Regions from separate parts of the Oncorhynchus mykiss genome. Here region 2 is linked to region 1. Evidence: chromatin contacts called from public Hi-C data. All regions are on one chromosome and are shown on one strand. Each heading gives the region's core, a stretch centred on a gene start, on an enhancer-like site or on the middle of the called end of the contact. The rest is flanking DNA. Distances are from core to core; before and after follow the strand shown. Region 1 holds the start of LOC110494567 (host cell factor 1). Region 2 holds the start of cxxc1b (CXXC-type zinc finger protein 1b).

Region 1 (6,984 bases), core at 3,009-5,508:
CTAAAACGAAACCTTGAGGAACACCGAAATTTACAGTTGATTTGTCAGAGGACAAACCATTCACAGAGACAAACTGATATCTTTCTGACAGATAAGATCTAAACCAGGGCAGAACTTGTCCATGTAGACCAATTTGGGTTTCCAATCTCTCCAAAATAATGTGGTGATCGATGGTATCAAAAGCAGCACTAAGGTCTAGGAGCACGAGGACAGATGCAGAGCCTCGGTCCGATGCCATTAAAATGTAATTTACCACCTTCACAAGTGTCGTCTCAGTGCTATGATGGGGTCTAAAACCAGACTGAAGCATTTCGTATACATTGTTTGTCTTCAGGAAGGCAGTGAGTTGCTGCGCAACAGCCTTTTCTAAAATGTTTGAGAGGAATGGAAGATTCGATTTAGGCCGATAGTTTTTTATATTTTCTGGGTCAAGGTTTGGCTTTTTCAAGAGAGGTTTTATTACTGCCACTTTTAGTGAGTTTGGTACACATCCGGTGGATAGAGAGCTGTTTATTATGTTCAACATAGGAGGGCCAAGCACAGGAAGCAGCTCTTTCAGTAGTTTAGTTGGAATAGGATCCAGTATGCAGCTTGAAGGTTTAGAGGCCATGATTATTTTCATCATTGTGTCAAGAGATATAGTACTAAAACACTTGAGCGTCTCGCTTGATCCTAGGTCCTGGCAGAGTTGTGCAGACTCAGGACAACTGAGCTTTGAAGGAATACGCAGATTTAAAGAGGAGTCCGTAATTTGCTTTCTAATAATCATAATCTTTTCCTCAAAGAAGTTCATGAATTTATCACTGCTAAAGTGAAAGTCATCCTCTCTTGGGGAATGCTGCTTTTTAGTTAGCTTTGCGACAGTATCAAAAAGGAATTTCGGATTGTTCTTATTTTCCTCAATTAAGTTAGAAAAATAGGATGATCGAGCAGCAGTAAGGGCTCTTCGGTACTGCACAGTACTGTCTTTCCAAGCTAGTCGGAAGACTTCCAGTTTGGTGTGGCGCCATTTCCGTTCCAATTTTCTGGAAGCAATGCTTTCAGAAAATACCTACAACAGAAATGGGGCTAACTGTTGAGAAAAAGTTTTGTAAAACTCAGTAGATATACCATCAGTCCCAGGAGACTTATTATTTTTCGGGTGTTAAATAGAATAAATTATCTCTTCAACTATAATAGGGTCATCACACTGTTCCCTCTCAGCCTCCCCAATTGTTTTCACATCCCCCAGAGAGTCAAAGAAAAGAGTTGAGAAAACTTCACAATACTTAGAACTATATAAATTCCTGTAGAAGTTGCAACTAAAGTTAGAGATTAATTTGGGATCATCTGTGATGAGACCAATAGTATTTAAATGTTGAATTGTATTATTTTTGGAGTTGTATTTTTCTAACCTGAAAAAATAAGATGAATTTTGTTCACCCTCCTCTAGCCACTTCTTCCTAGATCTGACTGCTTTCAGTTTATACATATCATCCAAGTTGTAGCTCAAACAGAACAGATTTGTCATCCTCTGAGAGACTTTCAACAGGCTTTTGAACAAGAGCGGTGATCTTTGTAATTACACTTTCTTCTTCAGCTCTCCTCGTCTTGGCAAGAATACTCCCATATTTTGTTATATACTCCCATATTTAAAAAGCTCCCAGTTATTACTGTATGAATTGTCATTTATAGCTTTGTTCCAGAAGTGTGTAATTAAATTGTTTATCTCCATCTTGACCAACTCATCTTTTAATATAGAGCTATTAAGCTTCCAGTTGGATGCTCTGCCAAGGCCATTATCAGAGATAAAACGTTTAATGTCAATATAAATAGCTCTATAATCAGTAAGGGGAGTGGCAAGGATGTTAACAGAAATACCCTGTTTATCAAAACATTTAGACACCAGCCAAAAATATATGCATGATTGTCTGGAACGTGCCTTATTACTCTAAGTGAAAGACTTGTCATTAGGAAACTTTACTCTCCAAATATCTATAATACCAAGCCTTTCCATAAACTGCCTCAAACTTGTATTCATAGAAGTGGACTGTCCCAGAGGCCATCTATCAATTAAATTATTCTGATAAATATTAAAATCCCCAAAGCATTAGGGAACATTAGGGACCTTGGTTAGCCAATGGAGAATACGCTTTTCTAAAGATTCAAGTAACTGATAATTTTCAAGTTTGGAATTGTACCCATAAATGTTAGTAATAATAATAATGATGTTGTTACAGTTGATAACAAGACAAAGTAAGTGACCAAAAGTGTCACAGTCGGAGTGCAAAATACTTCCATTGAAATGATTCTTTAGAGTGATAACTGCAGCAGAGTGTTCAGAACCATGAGAGAGCCATACATAATTTCCCCACTGAGATCTCCAGAAGTTGACGTTGGTAGAAACTGAATGAGACTCTTGAAAATAGCATTGAGTGAAACTATACACAACAACAAAGTGGAATAGAGAACAGAAAGTATTACGAGCTAAACAACAATCGCAAATAAGATGGAAAAGAAACCAGTGTTGCACACCATATAGATATAAATGATTGAGTGAGAATAGTTTAGCATAACAAAGATAACTCCCAGAACAAGAAACAACAAAGAGCTTGCTCACTGCCTATACTGCAGGTAAAAATATCAGAAGTGAGAGAACAAGTGAGAGAACAAATAAAATAGTAAATATCCATTACTCCAGTAGTCCTGTGCAATTAGAACGAAAGTTAAATCACCTTAGAGCCGGGAGTGGGATCTGCTCACATCAGAGGTAGCTATCTAGGTAGCCTATGTTGACCACCAGGCACAGTCTATGACTGTCCTCAAGGAGGAAGGTTGATTTCGGATCCGTTGATGAAAGCGCGCCCTCCGATAAAGTAAGCCGTTTTCTCATCTTTTCCCACAGCTGGCCACAGTTTCTCTCTCCTTTCTCTGTCTGCTTTCGAGAGGTCTTCAGCAAACCGCAGGTTGTTGTCGTGGACGAAGGTAGATTTCTTGGCTGCTTTCCAAGTGGCATCCTTGTAGAACCGTGATGTGAACTGGAGAATGAAACCTCTGGGCATGGAGTCACCCTGCCTTCTCGTGCCGAGGCGATGTACAGTGTCGACAACATCTGTTAGCTTAGCCTTCTCCTCAGGTAGGATAGCTCGGCAGACTTTGATGATCTCTTGCCGCACATTCTCCTCATCTGCCTTGGGAACTCCCTACAGTCTCAGATTCCACCTTCTGGAGTAGCTTCCAAGTTCCGCGATTCTTCTTTGACACAAGACCATCTTTCCCTCCTCCTTTTCAACTCGCTTTTCGATGTGGGCGACCTTCTTCTTATTAACATCCTTGATTTCCATGCATGCAAAGGCAACAGTTTTTGCTAAGCTTTCGATTTTAGTTACGTTGTCGCCGAGCATTTTCTCTATGGCATCTCTGTCATAGAGTCTGCCAGGCCAGTATAGTTGTGGCAGTTGTCAATCAATATTTTGCCTCCTGTGTAACAACATTGGATGATGCCTGAGCATTGCTAGCTGAGGAGGTAGCCAAAAGATATCTCTTTCTGTCGGCACTCTGTTAAATTTAGGAAAATATAATACAAATTATCAATAACCTGGTGTTTTTAGCAAACAACGTATTAATTTGGTAGTTCAAAATAATACACATTCACTATCTTTCAAAAGTTGGTATGCAGAGCTTGGTAGGAAGTGTGTGCTCAAGCTGCTGACTCAAGCTGAGCCTTTCTTTAGCTAAACAGGTGGGGCCCCAAACAGAGCCCCACCAAACAGAGCCCCACCTGACGAGTCGCCACTGTACTGTACTAAGGAAATTGTGTTTCCATAGCTAGGGCTGACAGTGAGGACTTGTGAAGAGCTCTGCATAATCAAACAAGTTGCATTGTGAGGTGGGTATTAGTTAACCACTATTTTAGCCTGTGTATATGAACGCTGAAAAGTGCCAGTGGCCCACTTTGGGTAAACCCTGCCTGGAAATGCGCCATGGCTTTGTCACTTATTGAAAGTGTGGGGGGTACATGGCAATTAGCATCCACTGGGTTGTTGAATGGTACTGTATAGTCCCCAAAAATAAAATGTTCATAATGCACAGTTGATTTTGTGTTTTGTTATACGTAATTTAGGGAACACCAATAGCACATATCTTATATTTATTTAATCGTGTACTAAACTGAGAGAAATCTGCAATGAGTTTGTTGTGTAGGCCGCCATCTTTAGTAGGGGACAATGTAGCCTGTGCAAGTATGATAACTTCCAACGAGCTAAAGAAAATGTTTCAATGTCTAAATGTAAATGTCCATTTCAAATATCTCAAACGAAATGGTGTAGGTTGTTTTGAATTGAAAATGCACGGTTAGTTTACTCTAATATGCATTAATTGATACAGGTTCTATACCAGTCGCCATGTTTGTTGTGGGTGACGCCAAATCGCTGTATTTTCCTCCACTTTTGGTTGTCAAGAAGATGGCAGCTTCCAGGCAGGCATGAGAGGGAATACTTAATCACAAATCGAATGAACTTGGACTAGTGATTCAAGAATAGACCCTGAAATCATCTCATTGGAAATAGTGCGTCGAACGAAGTAAGTAATTCGTATTATGGACATCAGGTTTTGTGACTATAGGGGTTTTGTTGTGGCAGACTGCTCGGCCATTTTTCTTGAGGGAGCTTAAATGTAGGCCGATTTCAGACACGGCATGATAAATGACAACACGTTGTATGATATTGAATATAATTCGGCTTATTTGAATACGATATATGTTGAATTTAATTACACTGGCTATATAATACATGTATATTTATCTAACTGAATTGCATGTAATCGGTGCATGACGCTGTACTAGTACCGTTTCCTCGCAAGCTAGCATTGTTAGCCAGCTGGCTACGTTAACCTAGCTAGTTAGCCATTACTCTATTGTGGATGCGCGGTTTTGTAATTGTTGTGTTGCGAAAATTCCCAATTTCAAGTGATGGTGTGCATCTGACTTGTATTCGATTCCTATTTAAAGGTGTATATAATGTTAATGTGAAGCAGAAGCGGCGACAGATTGAATGAATGTGTCAATATGGCGACTCCCAGAGAAGCATGAAAATAGCAATCCACAGTAAACAGGGGTCTAATTACAAATGCTTTACGAGTATTTAATTGTGGTAGACTTCATCCACAGATTTACCAATATGGCTTTAGTGGGACATGGCTGGTGTACGTTCTTGGTGAAGCAGTAGCTAAATTAAGGTTTAATCTAACACCGGTATTATTTGTCTTTTTCATTTGTATTCTCTTCCGCCATTTTTCAGACTGGCGGAGGTTTGTTTGGTTGTTACAAGATGGCGGCTCCCATGGAGTGGCACTCTGATTACTTCAGAGTTTTAACTGCAAAATGCTACGGCAAAAAACATGACATTTAGAAGGAAATACAATACACCTTTGTTACAGGTTGAGTTCTGGTGTCGAATACATATTTATAAGTATATTTAGTTATTATTGTGGTAATAATAGCCGGCTTTTCCTTTTTGTGAAGCGTTAGTAAAAATGGCTGCTTCCCTGGAGTTTACAATTACAATATTATTTTTCACATGCATCGGTTTTGGTCCCAGCAATCGATTGCACGTGCAGTCTTCACTTTGCAAAATGTGTTTTGGCTTCACTTCAACAATAGACCTGATCAGAACTTGTCAATATTGTTTTGGAATGCTCTTTTAGCTCTATTTTTTTCCCATCTGAAGAGGACATGACATTTCCTGGTTCAATGGTGTCTGGGACCACAGGCTCAACTCTGCAGCCACGATGGAAGCGGGTTCTAGGATGGTCTGGGCCTGTGCCTCGGCCAAGACATGGTCACAGAGCCGTTGCTATAAAGGAATTGATGGTGGTTTTTGGAGGAGGAAATGAAGGAATTGTGGATGAATTGCATGTCTACAACACAGGTAAGATAATTTAGCGGGAAATGTAGCCTGACATATTACCTGAGAAACTGTCGCCGTCTGGTGGTACAGAACTGAAAGCGCACAAATAAAAATGGCGCGCTAAAATAAAATGGACGACAGGAGTATTGTTATGAACACTAAATTATGCTGTATCACATGTGCATGTTGTAATGGATGCACGCAATTTCTGTTCACATGACTACTGATATTTTCCTGAGTAGGAAAGTTAGTTAGGACTATTTGAACATTTTGTTCACAAGAAAGACAGTTGATTGCAGCAATTCCCATGTTTTATGATAGTGTGACTCATGTAGTCAATTTGTACAGCCAAACATTATTCTTGTTGTCTATGTTTAGTTTTTATGAGGGAGAAATTATATTACAATTGACATTTCAGTTGTTGTTTTTCATCTTTGGGTTATTTCAGATATAAGTACAATGTATAGAATATACAACATGCACTTCTCAGGTGACAGACCTGGCCTGAAGATGCAGGCTGCATTTGTCAGAGATGCTTGGATCGTGCTCAAGTAAATATTTACTCAAAAGAGCATTCGCTTCACACCTCACATCATAGGCCAACCTAGCACTTGACCACCTAACACTGTCACACACAGACTAACCTCTACTTAATTTAATCTAGCAACAAACCAATGGTTTATCCCAGCGGTTCGTGGTGATATTCCCCCTGGATGTGCTGCATACGGTTTTGTTTGTGATGGCACCCGGCTTCTGGTTTTTGGTGGAATGGTGGAATATGGAAAATACAGCAACGATCTCTATGAGCTACAGGTAATAGAATGCTTACAGCACACTCTCACTCTAAACATTGGTAGCAATAAAACCAGAGCTAAAATGGCTGTCTTTAAGTACTTATGAATAGATTATTATGTTTACTGGATTACAGCATGCTATCTATCGTCTTTTGCATTTTTTCTTGTATGCTTTTTCTTGTTCAGGCCAGCAGATGGGAATGGAAAAAGTTGAAAGCTAAGTCTCCCAAAAATGGCCCACCTCCCTGTGCTCGACTTGGTCACAGTTTCTCTCTGGTGGGCAACAAGTGCTTCCTATTTGGAGG
Region 2 (6,984 bases), core at 1,824-4,323, 130 kb before region 1:
TTCTTGCCCTGCTCCTCAGCGATGCAGGGGCTCTGCTGCCACTGCTGGATACGTTGAGGGAGTATCTCATAGAGCCGGCTAGAGACAGAATTTATTTTACATTTGATTGATTTTCTTACAGTTGCATGTGTGTGTGTTTGTGTGCTTACTTGGTAGCCAGCTTCATGCCACATTCTTCTGAGCAGTATTTTGAGTTGGCTCGTGCAGCTTCCACACAGCTGGGCCCGAGGCACTGTCGCTGCCCTCCTCCATCCCTGGCATCGCCCCTATCACTGTGCCTGACTTTGTCCTTGTGCTTCTGTTTCTGTTTGTGCCGCCGTGACTCTTTCTGATGTGCATCAACAAAAACAAATCGCAATGCACACATGTAAAATCACTGTACTTTGATGTATTTTGTCACAACAGTAATATTCCCATGATGCAATAAAAAAAGTTAAAAGCTTCAAATATTTGGTAGATGTGGACTGCAACTGCATGGATAAAAATTAACAGTAATCATTGTGTGCCTGCCAGATGTAAAAGTAAAGTTTGCTTACTTTCTTGTCAAATTTATTTTCCCGTCTCTTCACATGCTTGACCTTCACAGCTTTCTTTCGCAGGACAGGGCTGAATGGAGGCCCGTCATCCTCATCACTGAGCCATGGCTGGGTTGAACAGAAACAATAAGATAAACATTCAAAATACTTGAAAAAGTGCTATTCAAGCTAAAGAACAAGTGGATATGGGAGTGTAAGATCAACAGTAGGACAATAATAAGGATCTGTATTTTGAATGTATTTCAAATAGTTATTGATAGAATCTTCAGCCATATTTCTCATCTACTGCAATACCATGTTGTCGTCATATCCCGCTGCCTTGTACTTTTCATAGAGTTCTGCCTCACTATCGTAGTCGTCTGAATATCGTCTTCTCCGGTGGTAGGAATTATCCCGCCTTTCACGCAAATTAAACTCTTCATCCTTCACACGCAACATTTTCTGCAGAGAATAAGCAGCATTGTGTCACAGTTTGCAAGACTACACCCGTTCAAAAGATGTAAGCAAAAAAAAGTGTTGGCTTAGTCTCATTAGGAACTCACCCTGGCTCGGACGTCACACTGCCTAAATCGACACTTCTGTCTTATTTTGTTGGGACCCCCAAATTTCTTCATGTCCTTGCAGAAGTCGCATGTGGCGCAGTCCTCAGTCCTCAAGCAGGGCTCGCACTCTCCACACATACGAGCAGAGCGCTTAACCTGAGACAAACAAGAGACAAAGATATGTTTGCCAACAGAATAGTTCCAAAGACACACAATTTTAGATATACATTGAAGGAAAATGGGGACATAACATTTAGATGTAAAATAACGAACCTTTGATCCACGGCGCCTTTCAGATTTATAATCTGGAGTGCTGTTTTGTCTTTCAAATTTTCTCTCTGGCTCTCTCTGGCCCTCTGCCTCCTTTTCACGGCTCTTCTTTGGACGGTATTTTATCTCCAATGATGGGTTTTTGTCTAATCAAAAGCAACAGACATCATGTAAGGTTAGTAAGCACATGTGACTGATACCCATGTGGATGATAGTGAATGGGAAACAAAAACCTCACCTCGGCATCGCAGGCAGTACCACTGCCTGATAGCTTTGGCCATCTTCTCTGTGAGATTGATGCAGTTACCATGAAACCACTCATTACAGTTGTCACAACCACTACAAGAAAAACACAGATATGAGCCCCATGAAATTAAGGTTATGTAACATTTCAAGGTCATGTTATGATTACTTGTGTTGAAGGTGTTGCTGTTATGATCATCTGATTAAACTCACATCATGAAGCAATTGATGTCAGGTTTTCGACAAATGCAGTACACTGGTGCATTCTCGCCCTCCATACTGCTCTCAAGCCCTGGTGCGGGCTCAAAGTCTGACACTTCACTGTCCTGGAAGATAATCATCATCTAGCCAATCAGACAACCTACAGCGCCATAACGAATATTGCTTGTATTGGAGGTCGATCCGAGGATCCATTGAAAGCATAGCAGTTTCATTTTCAACCATCCTTTACTTGTCGATACTTTTTTCATTCTCGATTTGTTAGGCACTGTCTTAGACATATGTTTCCATTTGCAGATGGAACTCATAACCAGAGAATATTCATTAAAATATTAAATCCACTTTTTGCACGGAGTTCCCTCAGCATTTTAGCTGTCAGATATCTCGCATACAACCCAAACACAGATGTACACACATGCAACAAGCCATTTCTAACTCGATACAAAATAGTGGATTTAATATTCTCTAGCTTTTGGAGTTACCCATGGAACTGGACACGCCAGTGTAAGTATAGCCAAATAAAGGTTGGTTGAAAATAAATGTACCATGATTTCAATGGACTGTAGGCTCGATCTCCAGAGTACAAGCTAGTTACAGTACTTCGGTAACGTTATGCCGCTGGAGGTTCGATCTGATCGGCTAATCATCATTATTATGTCGAAAACAACTAATCGGATGGCAAACATTAATATCTAAAGTTATTATACTACGGTCTATTCTACGTCGAGTCGGACATACTAGTCTGCCCAAACTATACAATCTATTGTTGGTTAAAAAAAAATGATTTCGCATTCCAGATGGCAACTTCGCTAGCTATATCTCGCTATTCCAGATGGCTACTTCGCTAGCTATACCCTGAGACATAAAACAGATAGCGAATGCTTAACTAACAAACGGTAACAAGCTAAAAGTCTGAAAAGAGTCGGCAAGCTGTTGCATTTCCATTGCGACTGGCTAGCTACCGTTAGCTTGCTAAAAGTGTTGGCTAGCATTAGCCGGTTTAGCAAATGCGAAGACACTAATCTAGACAATTGCTATGTTAGGCAACTAACCATGAAATTCACACAAACCAAAACGCATGTATTTTCATTAATTTAGCTAACTAACGGTACCATTTGTGATGTATTTGCAATCCTCGATCAAACTTCAACGATAGTACCTAGCTAAATAACTGCTCAGGGTCGCAATCTGTGTTGACGACGCCGGAAATCAAATAATCGGCTGAACTCGGATGTTGGACCAAACATTCTTCTTCTTTAAAGTTGTATTCCATGCTATCATGGCGGTCCACAAGCAATCGTTTAATTGCATGCCGCCACCTACTGTGTTGGAATGTACGATTACTAATGATCTGCCCAATTCTGTACGACCATGAAAATAACAAAACAAATAAATCCCCCGAGTCGTATTGGTAACCTTACCAATAAAAGCTATGAAGTCCTTTGACACCACACATTCATGAGCGCAAAATTCCTGAAGAGGCCTCGAAACCATGCCAGGGCCAGCAGAAACACCAGCCCCGACATTAGGTCCACTTACTACTAGAGCAGCCATAGCAGCGCCATCATTCCACACTGTAGTTCCACCAATCTGTTTTACAGCCTCTGTATTGATACATCATGACTAATTTTATATATCTGAGCCTCTCTTGCCTCTCTCTGCACCTGGCATCCACCAAATGCAGTTTGGTGGATGCCAGGTGCAGAGAGAGGCAAGAGAGGCTCAGATATATAAAATTAGTCCCTCTTTTTAACTTAATATGAATTTTCTTTGTTCTTTCTTTGTTGTTCCTTTTACATACAGTCCATTATGTACAATTGCACTAAGTATGTGAATAATGCAAGATTTTAAATCCCAGCAATCTTTAAAATGACATTCAGGAGCAAAAGGTTATCAACAGTTGTTTTTAATTCATAAACAAAAGATTCATTGGAATATACAATTTGAGTGGAATATCACTAATAACAATAAATAACATTGTAATATAACATTTCATAACAATAACAGTGTAACATTGATGTGGATACTCTCTTATGCTCTGCTATTGCATTATTGTAATTTGTACATACAGTGCATTCGGAAAGTATTCAGACCTCTTGACATTTTCCACATTTTGTTATGTTACAGCCTTATTCTAAAATGGATCAAATATACTTTTTCCTCATCAATCTACACACAATACCCCATAATGACGAAGCAAAAAAAGTTTTTGAGATATTTTAGCAAATCTATAAAATAAAAAAAACTTAAATATCACATTTACATAAGTATTCAGACACATTACTCAGTACTTTGTTGAAGTACCTTTGGCAGCGATTACAGCCTCGAGTCTCCTTGGGTATGATGCTACAAGCTTGGCACACCTGTATTTTGGGAGTTTCTCACATTCTTTTCTGCAGATCCTTTAAAGCTCTGTCAGGTTGGATGGGAAGCCTCGCTGCACAGCTTTTCTCAGGTCTCTCCAGAGATGTTCGATCGGGTTCAAGTCCGGGCTCTGGCTGGGCCACTCAAGGACATTCAGAGACTTGTCCCGAAGCCACTCCTGTATAATCTTGGCTGTGTGCTTAAGGTCATTGTCCTGTTGGAAGGTGAACCTTCGTGTCAGTCTGAGGTCCTGAGCGTTCTGGAGCAGGTTTTCTTTGAGGATCTGTCTGTACTTTGCTCCGTTCATCTTTCCCTCGATCCTGACATGCCACCACCATGCTTCACCATAGGGACCGTGACAGGTTCTCCAGACGTGACGCTTGGGATTCAGGCCAAAGGGTTCAATCTTGGTTTCTTCAGGCCAGAGAATCTTGTTTCTCATGGTCTGAGATTCTTTAGGTGCCTTTTGGCAAACTCCAAGCGAGCTGTGGCTTACATCTGGCCTCTCTACCATAAAGGCCCGGTATGTTTGTCCTTTGAAAGGTTCTCCCATCTTTTTCTATTTAATTTTTATTTAACCTTTATTTAACCAGGTAGGCCAGTTGAGAACAAGTTCTCATTTACAACTGCGACCTGGCCAAGATCAAGCAAAGCAGTGCGACAAAAAGAAACAGAGTTACACAAACAAACGTACAGTCAATAACACAATAGAAAAATCTATGTACAGTGTTTGCATAGATTTTCACAGAGGAACTCCAGAGCTCTGTCAGAGTGACCATCGGGTTCTTGGTCACCTCCCTGACCAAGGTCCTTCTCCCCCGATTACTCAGTTTAGCTGGGCGGCCAGCTCTAGGAAGAGTTACTAACTGGGACTTTGGGACTTTCAATGCTGTACAAATGTTTGGTACCCTTCCCCAGATGTGTGCCTCGACAATTCCTTCGACTTCATGACTTGGTTTTTGCTCTGACATGCACTGTGAACTGTGGGAACTTATATAGACAGGTGTGTGCATTTCCAAATCAGGTCCAATCAATTGAATGCACCACAGATGGACTCCAATCAAGTTGTAGAAAGATCTCAAGGATGATCAATGGAAACAGGATGCACCTGAGCTCAATTTTGAGGCTCATAACAAAGAGTCTAAATACTTATGTAAATAAGGTATTTCTGTTTTTATTTTGAATACATTTCCAGAAAACGTATTAAAACCTGTTTGCGCTTTGTCATTATGGGGTATTGTGTGTAGATTGATGAGGAAACAATTTATTTAATCAATTTTAGAATAAGGCTGTAACATAACAAAGAATAAGGGGTCTGAATAATTTCCAAATGCACTGTAGGATACAAATTGGATATTTTTATATTTCTTTATTTAACTAAGCAAGTTAGCTAATAACAAATAATTATTTTACAATGATGGCCTACCCCGGGCCAAACCCTCCCCTAACCCGGACAATGCTGGGCCGATTGTGCTCCGCCCTATGGGACTCCTGATCACGGCCGGTTGTGATACAGCCCGGTATCGAACCAGTGTCTGTTGTGACGCCTCTAGCACTGAGATGCACTGAGATGCAGTGCCTTAGACCACTGCGCCCAAATAAAGCTACCCCCAGTAAAATTGTAGCACAACTCATGAGCCCACCTCCTGCACTGCTCACACCTAATCCTGTGACTGAAAACAGGGGGAGGAGAGATACCAATTGTCAAGCTCTCTCTTAAAAACATAGTTAGCTATCTAACTATATGGCATAAAATGCTGTGTAAAATAGCTAAAAGGCTATAAAGTAATTTTATCTGTAAATCTATCAGTCACTAGTGGAAACATTTACAACTGCAATTAAGTTATGTTATCTTTTTAATGTATTTTACAATAAGACGATCTGGTAATAAGGTTGCTAGCTAGCACTCCTAGCAGCTTATTCTAACTAGCTAGCAGGCTAGCATTTACTGCCAATGAGGTTACTAGCTAGCAAGTTATTATAAACTAGCTCTAACTGGGCTAGTCATTGTCTAAATGACAGGTAGAAACACATCCATAATCATAAAGGGGTAACTAGCCCGCAGGGGCCAGTTACCCCCAAGTAAGGAGGGAAGAGTTGCCCCCAACACACTCATCCAACATATTAACGTTAACAAAATATTATCAACATTTTAACAACAAATTATCAACAAGTGGATTATTTCTCTTAAGGCTTTCCTACCTGTATATGTAAAAAATAATTATAGATATACGTTAACTTCATTGGAATATATCTACAACTTTGTCAAAATTTAGATCAACTTACCATAAAATCGTTTTGTTGAAATATCTCCAAAAGTTGTGATGACACAGAGGACATTTTTTGTTGTTGAGGAAGAGCAGTGGCAGCAAAACACACCTGCCTCTTTAAAGTTTTATGGCAGACTACACCTATTGGTGTATTACAGCCAACTCCTGTAATGGGTCTTCTTTTCTGATATTATGCTGGTCCACAAACAAATGCTGTGTATAGTTGCATGCTGTTTTGGTTATATATAAGACAAATAATTAACTAAATAAAACTAAACTAAATAAACAAAAATACAACTCAATGTACTCCTTTATTCAGATTCAACTACCAATGCCCCTCCCTACAGGCCTGAGAAGAAAGACAGTATTCTTTGCAATGTTTTGGCTGTAAAATCCTGGAAACCCAAAAACCTTTCAGCCACAGATACTATTATGTCCAGTTTCTTGGACCTTTTGTTCATTTGTGCAATCCAATTAACCACGTGCACAATAAACACCATAAAATCCACCTTCTTCACAATCAGCATTTCAGTTTCCCGC

The links. Hi-C and Micro-C count contacts between places; a contact is called where the count stands out from the background.
Region 2: a contact with region 1 is called in a Hi-C map of liver, with 3 times the contacts expected there. The contact joins the promoter of cxxc1b here to the promoter of LOC110494567 in region 1. A contact is called at or near these places in 2 of 3 Hi-C or Micro-C datasets (blood and liver).

The regions. Positions count from the first base shown.
Region 1 is chr17:74,805,807-74,812,790 of USDA_OmykA_1.1, reverse strand. LOC110494567 (host cell factor 1) reads left to right here and starts at 4,258. Exons shown (of 28, transcript XM_036950651.1): 1 at 4,258-4,560; 2 at 5,706-5,906; 3 at 6,550-6,698; 4 at 6,866-6,984. The coding sequence starts at 5,711.
Region 2 is chr17:74,933,857-74,940,840 of USDA_OmykA_1.1, reverse strand. cxxc1b (CXXC-type zinc finger protein 1b) reads right to left here and starts at 3,073. Exons shown (of 14, transcript XM_021569751.2): 1 at 2,923-3,073; 2 at 1,805-1,917; 3 at 1,587-1,687; 4 at 1,352-1,494; 5 at 1,079-1,234; 6 at 831-977; 7 at 537-644; 8 at 150-328; 9 at 1-78. The coding sequence starts at 2,925.